Regions from separate parts of the Sus scrofa genome. Here all the other regions are linked to region 1. A link is a contact called in public Hi-C and HiChIP or PLAC-seq data. All regions are on one chromosome and are shown on one strand. Each heading gives the region's core, a stretch centred on a gene start, on an enhancer-like site or on the middle of the called end of the contact. The rest is flanking DNA. Distances are from core to core; before and after follow the strand shown.

The links. Hi-C and Micro-C count contacts between places; a contact is called where the count stands out from the background. HiChIP or PLAC-seq counts read pairs in DNA pulled down with a chosen protein or histone mark.
Region 2: a contact with region 1 is called in an H3K27ac HiChIP or PLAC-seq map of alveolar macrophages. The contact joins two enhancer-like sites. A contact is called at or near these places in 1 of 47 Hi-C or Micro-C datasets (skeletal muscle) and 2 of 2 datasets of contacts at active chromatin or transcription factors (alveolar macrophages and skeletal muscle).
Region 3: a Hi-C map of embryonic fibroblasts shows a contact between it and region 1, with 4 times the contacts expected there. The contact joins two enhancer-like sites. A contact is called at or near these places in 1 of 47 Hi-C or Micro-C datasets (embryonic fibroblasts) and 1 of 2 datasets of contacts at active chromatin or transcription factors (alveolar macrophages).

What each region holds. Positions count from the first base shown.
Region 1 is chr13:198,468,729-198,471,510 of Sscrofa11.1, reverse strand. All of the region lies in intron 2 of RUNX1 (runt related transcription factor 1), which reads left to right. Among named protein-coding and RNA genes, the nearest start is that of RUNX1, 170 kb to the left of the region's middle. Within about 2 kb of position 1,365, at least 71 of the 83 cell types and tissues checked have an H3K27ac peak or open chromatin away from gene starts, as enhancers often do. A contact at or near this core is called in alveolar macrophages and embryonic fibroblasts, where this site is marked.
Region 2 is chr13:198,806,680-198,809,379 of Sscrofa11.1, reverse strand. No RefSeq gene overlaps it. Among named protein-coding and RNA genes, the nearest start is that of RUNX1, 170 kb to the right of the region's middle. Within about 2 kb of position 1,284, at least 4 of the 83 cell types and tissues checked have an H3K27ac peak or open chromatin away from gene starts, as enhancers often do. A contact at or near this core is called in alveolar macrophages, where this site is marked.
Region 3 is chr13:198,930,024-198,932,849 of Sscrofa11.1, reverse strand. No RefSeq gene overlaps it. Among named protein-coding and RNA genes, the nearest start is that of RUNX1, 300 kb to the right of the region's middle. Within about 2 kb of position 1,434, at least 1 of the 83 cell types and tissues checked has an H3K27ac peak or open chromatin away from gene starts, as enhancers often do. A contact at or near this core is called in embryonic fibroblasts, where this site is marked.

The DNA of each region.
Region 1 (2,782 bases), core at 116-2,615:
GCCTCCAGGCCGCTCTGCGAAGCCCTCCCGGCCTCTCTGGGCCTGGAGCAAAGAAAGTCACTTCGGCGCCCGGAAAGGCCTCCTCGGATGGCCCGCTACAGCCGCCGGTCTCCTGCAGGCCCCAGCGGCGGAGCCCGAGGAGAGTCCTCAGCGGCGTCGCCCTAGTACCCCAGCCGCGGGCCGGCAAGGGGATAGAGGCGGAGGGAGGGAGGGACCCCCGCCTAGGGACGTCGACGTGGAGGGCTCGGTGCTAGGGGGGAGCGGGTGAGCGCCCTCCCCCGGGGGGAGAGATGGGGTGGGCTCTGTGGGGAAGGTGCAGCCCGGCGGCTGGGCGGGGGCGGGGCCCCCTAAGCTCTGCGAAAATGCCCGTGGCGCCGGGGGGACGGGAGCGGGGGAAGTTCCCGCCAGCGCGCAAAGCCAGGGTGGGTTCAGCACCCGCTGCAGCTCGCGGGCGGAGGCGGGGAGCGGAGCCGGGGCTGTTTCCGGGGAGAGGGAGGTGGGTGCGGGGCGCGGGCGACGTGGGCCTAGCCAAGGAGCAGACGCTCCGTTAACGGGGAGCGAGCCAAGCGGATGCTTTCAACTTTCTTTTCGGTTGCTTGTTTTGGGGGGTCTTTTCTGACCGCTAAGCACACTCAGCCTGAGTGCGGCGCAATGGGTAATTAAGCCGCAGCCCAGCCGCGGCGAAAAACGCCCAATTATAGCAAATAAACCAAGAGATAAAACTCAAAAAACACAAAAACCATGTTGTGGAGACCAACACCGCCTGGCCTCACTAAATGAATCAGCTCCAATTCGCCGCAGTTGCCAGTCAGGCCGTGGGGGCACGCCGAGCTGGGCCGCTGGGCTTTCCGCCCTCCGGCTCCCTGGCCCCCTCGGGGCCGAATCCCACCCACGTTGGGGAAGTAAAGGCTCAGCAGTGGGCTGCCGCGCAGGGCGTGGGCCGTCCGGGCGCTCCGGCCTGGTTTTGGGAGGCTTGCGACGGCCGCTGCCCCGCACCCTCCATGGCTCGCGGAGCGCCTCCCTCCGGCAGATCTGCGGCCCGGGTCGCTCCAGGCGCTGCGCGCGGCCCGATTCCTCCCTAGGCTGGCCGGCCTCCTTTTCTCCACGACCTCGCTCTCCGAACCGCAGCCGCCAGTGCCGCCGCCGCGCACTACAGCCCTAGATCTGGCAGCTGCGCAACCCTGAGCGTGTGCAAAGCCGCAGGGTCGCCGTCCGCACCGGGGCGGGGCCTCGGGCGAGCGTGGGAGCGTGTGCGTGTGTGTGCGTGGATGCAGATACGCGCGGGGAGCGAGGGGCGGTGGACTCTCCACCCTGGCTGCGTACAGTAGCGCGCGGCGGCGGCAGCGGGGGCGCGCGGGCCAATTCCAGGAGCCCGCGGCCGTGAGCCGCGCCCTGGCTGATACCGGAAAGGCCTGTGATTGGCCCGCGGCCGCCCCTATGCAAACGAGCTGAGGGAATGGAATTCCTCGGGCCGGGCTTACAGTAAAAGCACGTTCATTTCCAGGCACTCTCATTCATAGAGCCAGCGGGCGCAGGCGGGACGGGCGCCCTGCGGCCGGACCCAGCCAGGGCACCACGCTGCCCGGCCCTGCGCCGGCAGGCATCTCTTCTTGGGGCTCCTGGGGACGCCAGAAGAAAATCAATCTTTGCTGTTTCTTTTTGACCCGCGTTGGAGCTTCGATTTTTTTCCCCCCTTTCTTTCTTTCTTTCTTACTTTTGAATGAACTGGTTTCTTGGCTGGATGGTTCAACTTCTTTCCTGGCTGTGAACTTTTCCCCGGTTGTTTTCTTTGACAACCGCTGGAGAAAGTGCGCTGTGCTTCGAGGCGAGTGATGAAGTTGGGAATGCGTGGCAGTGTGTGCGTGCTTGTGTAACTCGAGCCGCCCCGTCTGTTTCGATCTGCGCTGCGGAGCCTCCTCTCAGGGCCCTCTCCACCTGCTGCGGTTACGCGGTGATCGTGGGTATTAGCGCGTCCAGGCAGTTAACTGGCCCGCGCTGGGGCTACGTTGGAGGAAGATTGCCTCGCTACAGCCCAAGTCGGGGCTGACTCAACGAGTCGATGTAGACAGCGGCTGGCTTCCGAAGAGTGCGTGCCTGCGTGCGTGTGACTCGGCCTCTGCTCGACTCCCACCAAACCACAGGATCAGCCACAAACTTAACCAACATCCCCAAACCCGAGTTCTCAGATGTGGAGAGCTGAACCCTGAGTGTCATCGACTTGGAATTTTTTTTTTTTTTTAAGATTAGCTTTTCTTTGAAAAGCATAATTTTCTGAACTGAACATTTTGCCAGAATTTATTGAGAGAACATGACAAGTACTTCTAGCACAGCCCTTCTGCAACTACTGAAGTTGATTTTCAAGGCTACTTAAAAAACAACAAAAACCCTGCAGCGAACATTAATGGATTTCTGTTGTGTTTAAATTCTCTACAGATTGTATTGTAAATATTTTATGAAGTAGAGCATATGTATATATTTATATATATGTGTGCACATACATTAGAAGCAAGACCTTTGGAAGTCTCAGCTCTCGCCTTTGAGGACGGAAGCTAGTTTTGCATGATAAAAAGTGTCTCTGTATTTGGAAGACACTTGTGTATTTTGTGTTGTTTGACTTTAGACAAAACTTATCTGGAAAAAGAAAAAAAAACTGACAGGCAATTAACCACTGGAACTTACAAATTATGTGTTTGCTGGTTCTTGTGCACTCCGCATAAATATTTTAGGAAGTGTATGGGAATTTTGCCTCCAGGAACTTTTGTAACAGCCAAAGACTGAACTG
Region 2 (2,700 bases), core at 35-2,534, 340 kb before region 1:
TTTATCTTTTTGTATTATGAAATGGTAAACTAAAGTTGTTTTCTCCCAATTGTTTTTTGACCCAGTTATTTGCTACTCCCCAAATTTATCTTTAGGTAATAATAGTTATAGAAACAATATGCATGTCCATTTTTATCACTTTTTACCATTTTGGTGCATTCTTATATCAGGTTAAGTGAATCTATTCCAAAAAAATAAAAATAAAAAGGGGTTAGGGATCTGGCATTGCCATGAGCTTCGGTGTAGGTCACAGACATGGCTGAGATCTGGCATTGCTATGGTTGTGGCTGTGGCTGGTACCTACAGCTCAAATTCAACCCCTAGGCTGGGAAATTCCATATGCTACAGGTGAGGCCCTAAAAAGACCAAAAAAAAAATTAAAAAGTGAATCTATTCCAATATGGAAGTTTAAATGGTTATAAGGAATGCATGAAAAAGGAAGCACAATAAGATGGGGTGTGGATAGGAAAATGATGTGGTGAAGACCATATTAGGTGGTAAATATATCAGAGTGCCCCTTTTGTCATGGTTCTCCTGGTATAGTTCTTTTTTTTTTTTTTTTTTTTTTTGTCTTTTTGCTATTTCTTTGGGCCGCTCCCGCGGCATATGGAGGTTCCCGGGCTAGGGGTCGAATCGGAGCTGTAGTCACCAGCCTATGCCAGAGACACAGCAACGCTGGATCCGAGCCACGTCTGCAACCTACACCACAGCTCACGGCAATGCCGGATCCTTCACCCACTGAGCAAGGGCAGGGATCAAACCCGCAACCTCATGGTTCCTAGTCGGATTCGTTAACCACTGCGCCATGACGGGAACTCCCCTGGTATAGTTCTTCAATGCATGCAGGGACTTATTCTCAGTGCTGGTTTTTTTGTTGTTGTTGTTGTTGTTGTTGTTGTTTTTCGTTTGTGTGTGTGGGTGTGTGTGTGCTTTTATCAACCTGATCATCTATCCAAAAACTTAACATCATTAGTAGATGAAAAAGAGAATAATCTGCCTTTTCTTTGTTTCCCACTGGGCTCACTCTACTTTCCTTCTAATGTCCCTGCCAACTGGTCAGCACTGCAGGACCTCTTCCCACCACCATCATCCTTTTCTATGGCAACCTTAGTGGCAGAGGCATGCTTTTCTTTTCTACAACCTGGGTGACTCCACTGTTTTTATGCATAGTCACTTACCAGTTCAGCTACCACTTCTGACATTCACGCTCTTTGTCCCACATGGGGCATCTTCCCCATTTCTGCTTCACTTCATTTTTCCTTCTTGATACTCTTAAGCCTCGTCCAGCTGACATTCTGTGGTCAGACATTTCAACTTTGCTCTCACGCTCAACCCAGAGCCTCCAGGCTCCTTTGACCTACTCTTGAGCCTGCAGAGCCAACCACAATCCCAGCTCACTTCCAAAGTCGCTTTTCAGTTCTTGATTTTAGACTTCAGTGCGTCACTGAGAAAAGTCACAGGCATTTGCAGACCTAACCCTTGCATGGTGCAATCTTGGTTCCAGTCCATAAGTCCTTCGTTCCTTTGGTCTATAGAGCTTATGTTTGTTTTCCTAAGAAGTTGTAGGTTGCTTTTTTCTCTTTTGAAACCCAGTCTTAACACCACCTCTTGTCTTTTACTCATCAGCCAAGGTTTTTTGACCACCACCCACATGCTCTGAGAGAGTGCATAGATGATGAAGATGCTAGAGCAAAGAAAGTAGTGAACTTAGTGGTGGTGATAGGAAGGTTGTAGAGAGGATAAATAAGGACACAGATTTTGTCAGATCGTGAGGGCGGAGAGTGTAAAAAGGCGGAAGCAATGTGAGACTTGAAGCCAGGAAAGGATTCAGCAGGTCATGTCACCATTATTTGATGAAATCAACAATGTCCAGCATGAGTTTCCTTAGCTGATTTCCTCTGAATGTCAAAGGATTTCATTCATTTGATTCCACGTTTAACTCCATTGTCTCCTCAAAAGAAATGCTGCTCATTCTTCATTACAAATCAGCCTTTCCATCTGCCCCTTTAATGCCACTCTCTCTGCCGTACTCGGCCACCACACTGTGTACATCATAACTCTTAACAGAAGAGTAAATCTCTCTTTGCAACTGGATTCTTGAATTTTGCCCAAAACTATGCAGGTAAACTTGGCAAGGATTAAACTCTGCTGCTCACTTTTAAACAGGCTTCTTTCTCTACAAAGTATCTGGAAGGAATCTGTCTCAGTTCTTTACCCCATTGACTTTGTTTTTCTAGACTTTTGAAAGAAAACTGAATATTTCACGTATACAAAAAGAATGAAGAATGATATTATTAAATATATCTTATTGATTAGTTAATAAAATTAATTAATTCTATTACATTTAGAATGGATGAGCAATGATATCTTACTCTGTAGCATGGGGAACTACATCCAGTCTCGGGATATATCATGATGGAAGATAATATGAGAAAAAGTATGTGTATATGTATGTATATATATGTGTGTGTGTGTGTGTGTATGACTGGGTCATTATGCTGGGTCACAGCATAAATTGACACAACATTGTAAATCAACTATACTCTATTTTAAAAAGACAAAGAAAAAAGGAAATTAACACAATATCATAAATCAACTATAATACAATAAAATAATTTTTTAATTTTTTAAATTAAAAAATAAACTAAAATCCTGAAAAAAGAAAAAAAATAGTAGAATAAATGGAGTTCCCTTGTGGCT
Region 3 (2,826 bases), core at 185-2,684, 460 kb before region 1:
CTGCCTTTCTCTTATAAGGACACCTGCCATTGGATTTGCTTCCCATAAATCCAGGATGCTCTTCTGTTGAAAACTTAATTATATCTGAGACGTCCCTTTACCCAAATAAAGTCACATTCACAAGTTCTGTGTGAACATATATTTTATGGGGGGGGTCACAATTTAACCAGTACATTTGGCAAAAGCTGGATTTACTCAGAATTAAGAAGCAAAACGGACATCATCGGTGAGTGGCCCCTGCTCCTTTCAGTAGGCTAGAGAACCTTCTTCCTGCCCTCTGGCTGGCCATTGCACCCCACTTCACAACCCTCCCCCATGGGTCTACCCACATTTCCTGCCAGAGGCCGAAGCTCAGTCTGGCACAGATGAATTTTAAATTTTTCTTAAATGCCTTGTTTGCATTTTGTGTGAGAGAGCAAGCAGGCTGCTATCACAGGGGTGGAGGAATTTTCCATTTTACCCCATTCAGCCCTAGATTTTCACGTAAGGGGTCTTCTTGAGGTAGAACACTGACGCGGGGGGTGATTATGCTGGTGGAAATAGCATGTGAAACAGTCAGCAGAGCCTTTGCACTGTCCCCACATCATTTTGTATCAGCACCGCCCCCCTGCCAAGCCCGCGTGTCTGCCTGTTACCCCCGGTCTATGCCTTTTCCTTGGCCGAACAAATTTCATCCAGGTCCCTTTGATCATTTTCTCTTTCCATGCCAAAAATAAACCTTGTTATCCACTGTGTCTGGAACATCCTCCCACTTTCCAAACCATATTGTTTTTCATTTCTGTATTGATTTCAAAATCTTCCTCCTTCAGGTTGGTTTAAGTGATGCCATGACATCATGACCCTTATTCTTCATTAAGACGATGTTTTTTTAAAGACACATTGTTTTATTTTCCGTCCATGTAAGAGCCAAATTGTTGTCCATTTTCCTAGCACTTGTGCACTGGACCAGGCAGGCTATGTAGGCGCATTAAAATAGATTATAAAGCCTAATTCTGAGTAAGTAAAAGATATCTCCAGAAAATTTCTTTTTTTTTTTTTTTTTTTTTTTTTTTTTTTTTTTTTTTTAATGAGAATGGCTTTGGGTAAGTCACCTATCTGGAAAGGAATGATTTGTCATGAAAATATTTGAAGAACCTGTGTAAGACCTCTCTCTGGTGAATGAAGCAAGAAAAGTATAGGTGGATTGCTCCAGCATTCCCAGAAAAATGTGAGGCACATGAACATTATTTTTCTTTTAGTTTCAAGACGCTCATGTTTCATTTGATTTATATAAAAAAAATTCTTGGTCCACCGGATGGTTTGATTAAGTAAGCATTCTCTACTTAAACGGTGAAAATAAATATCAAGAGAATAATCCACATGCCAAGTGTGTTCAGTGAAGCAATATGTGTAGGCAGCATTGGAAACAGTGACACAGTGATTATCTGTGCATAACTTGGTTATAATATCATCACTGTCTAGACTACTAGACAATTAACATCCAGACATACTATAGCTCAGATTGAAGAAGGTCATTAAAAAATGAAAGAGAGATTCGGCCTCTTTGGGAAAGAAAGACCCAGTTCATTCTTTTCTAGAAAGGTATACTTTGGATTGAGGTATGCTTTTAGGTTCAGCTTCCTTTTATGCGACTCTGCTTGGTCCTCATTTCCGTAAAATGTGGGTAATGATGGCTACTTCTTGCAGTCATCTGGTTGAATACGTTGTATATATTTAGCACCAGACACATTTTTTTTTCTTTTTTACTTTTCCCACTGTACAGCAATGGGGTCAGGTTATCCTTACATGTATACATTACAATTACATTATTTCCCCACCCTTTGTTCTGTTGCAACATGAGTATCTAGACATAGTTCTCAATGCTATTCAGCAGGATCTCCTTGTAAATCTATTCTAAGTTGTGTCTGATAAGCCCAAGCTCCCAATCCCTCCCACTCCCTCCCCCCCTCCCATCAGGCAGCCACAAGTCTCTTCTCCAAGTCCATGATTTTCTTTTCTGAGGAGATGTTCATTTGTGCTGGATATTAGATTCCAGTTATAAGTGATATCATATGGTATTTGTCTTTGTCCTTCTGGCTCATTTCACTCAGGATGAGATTCTCTAGTTCCATCCATGTTGCTGCAAATGGCATTATGTCATTCTTTTTATGGCTGAGTAGTATTCCACTGTGTATATATACCACATCTTCCGAATCCAATCATCTGTCGATGGACATTTGGGTTGTTTCCATGTCTTGGCTATTGTGAATAGGGCTGCAATGAACATGCGGGTGCACATGTCTCTTTTAAGTAGAGTTTTGTCCGGATAGATGCCCAAGAGTGGGATTGCGGGGTCATATGGAAGTTCTATGTATAGATTTCTAAGGTATCTCCAAACTGTTCTCCATAGTGGCTGTACCAGTTTACATTCCCACCAACAGTGCAGGAGGGTTCCCTTTTCTCCACAGCCCCTCCAGCACTTGTTATTTGTGGATTTATTAATGATGGCCATTCTGACTGGTGTGAGGTGGTATCTCATGGTGGTTTTGATTTGCATTTCTCTTATAATCAGCGATGTTGAGCACTTTTTCATGTGTTTGTTGGCCATCTGTATATCTTCTTTGGAGAAATGTCTATTCAGGTCTTTTGCCCATTTTTCCATTGATTGGTTTTTTTGCTGTTGGGTTGTATAAGTTGTTTATATCAGACACATTTGTTTGATGTGATAATTAACTCCAGTTTGCACCTCTTCTCCTTCTGTTTTGCTTTAAAAGACAAATTTCAGCATTAGGAAATGACAGTGTTATAATGGAAGTCCTTATGAAAAGACAGTATGACCCCAGCCTC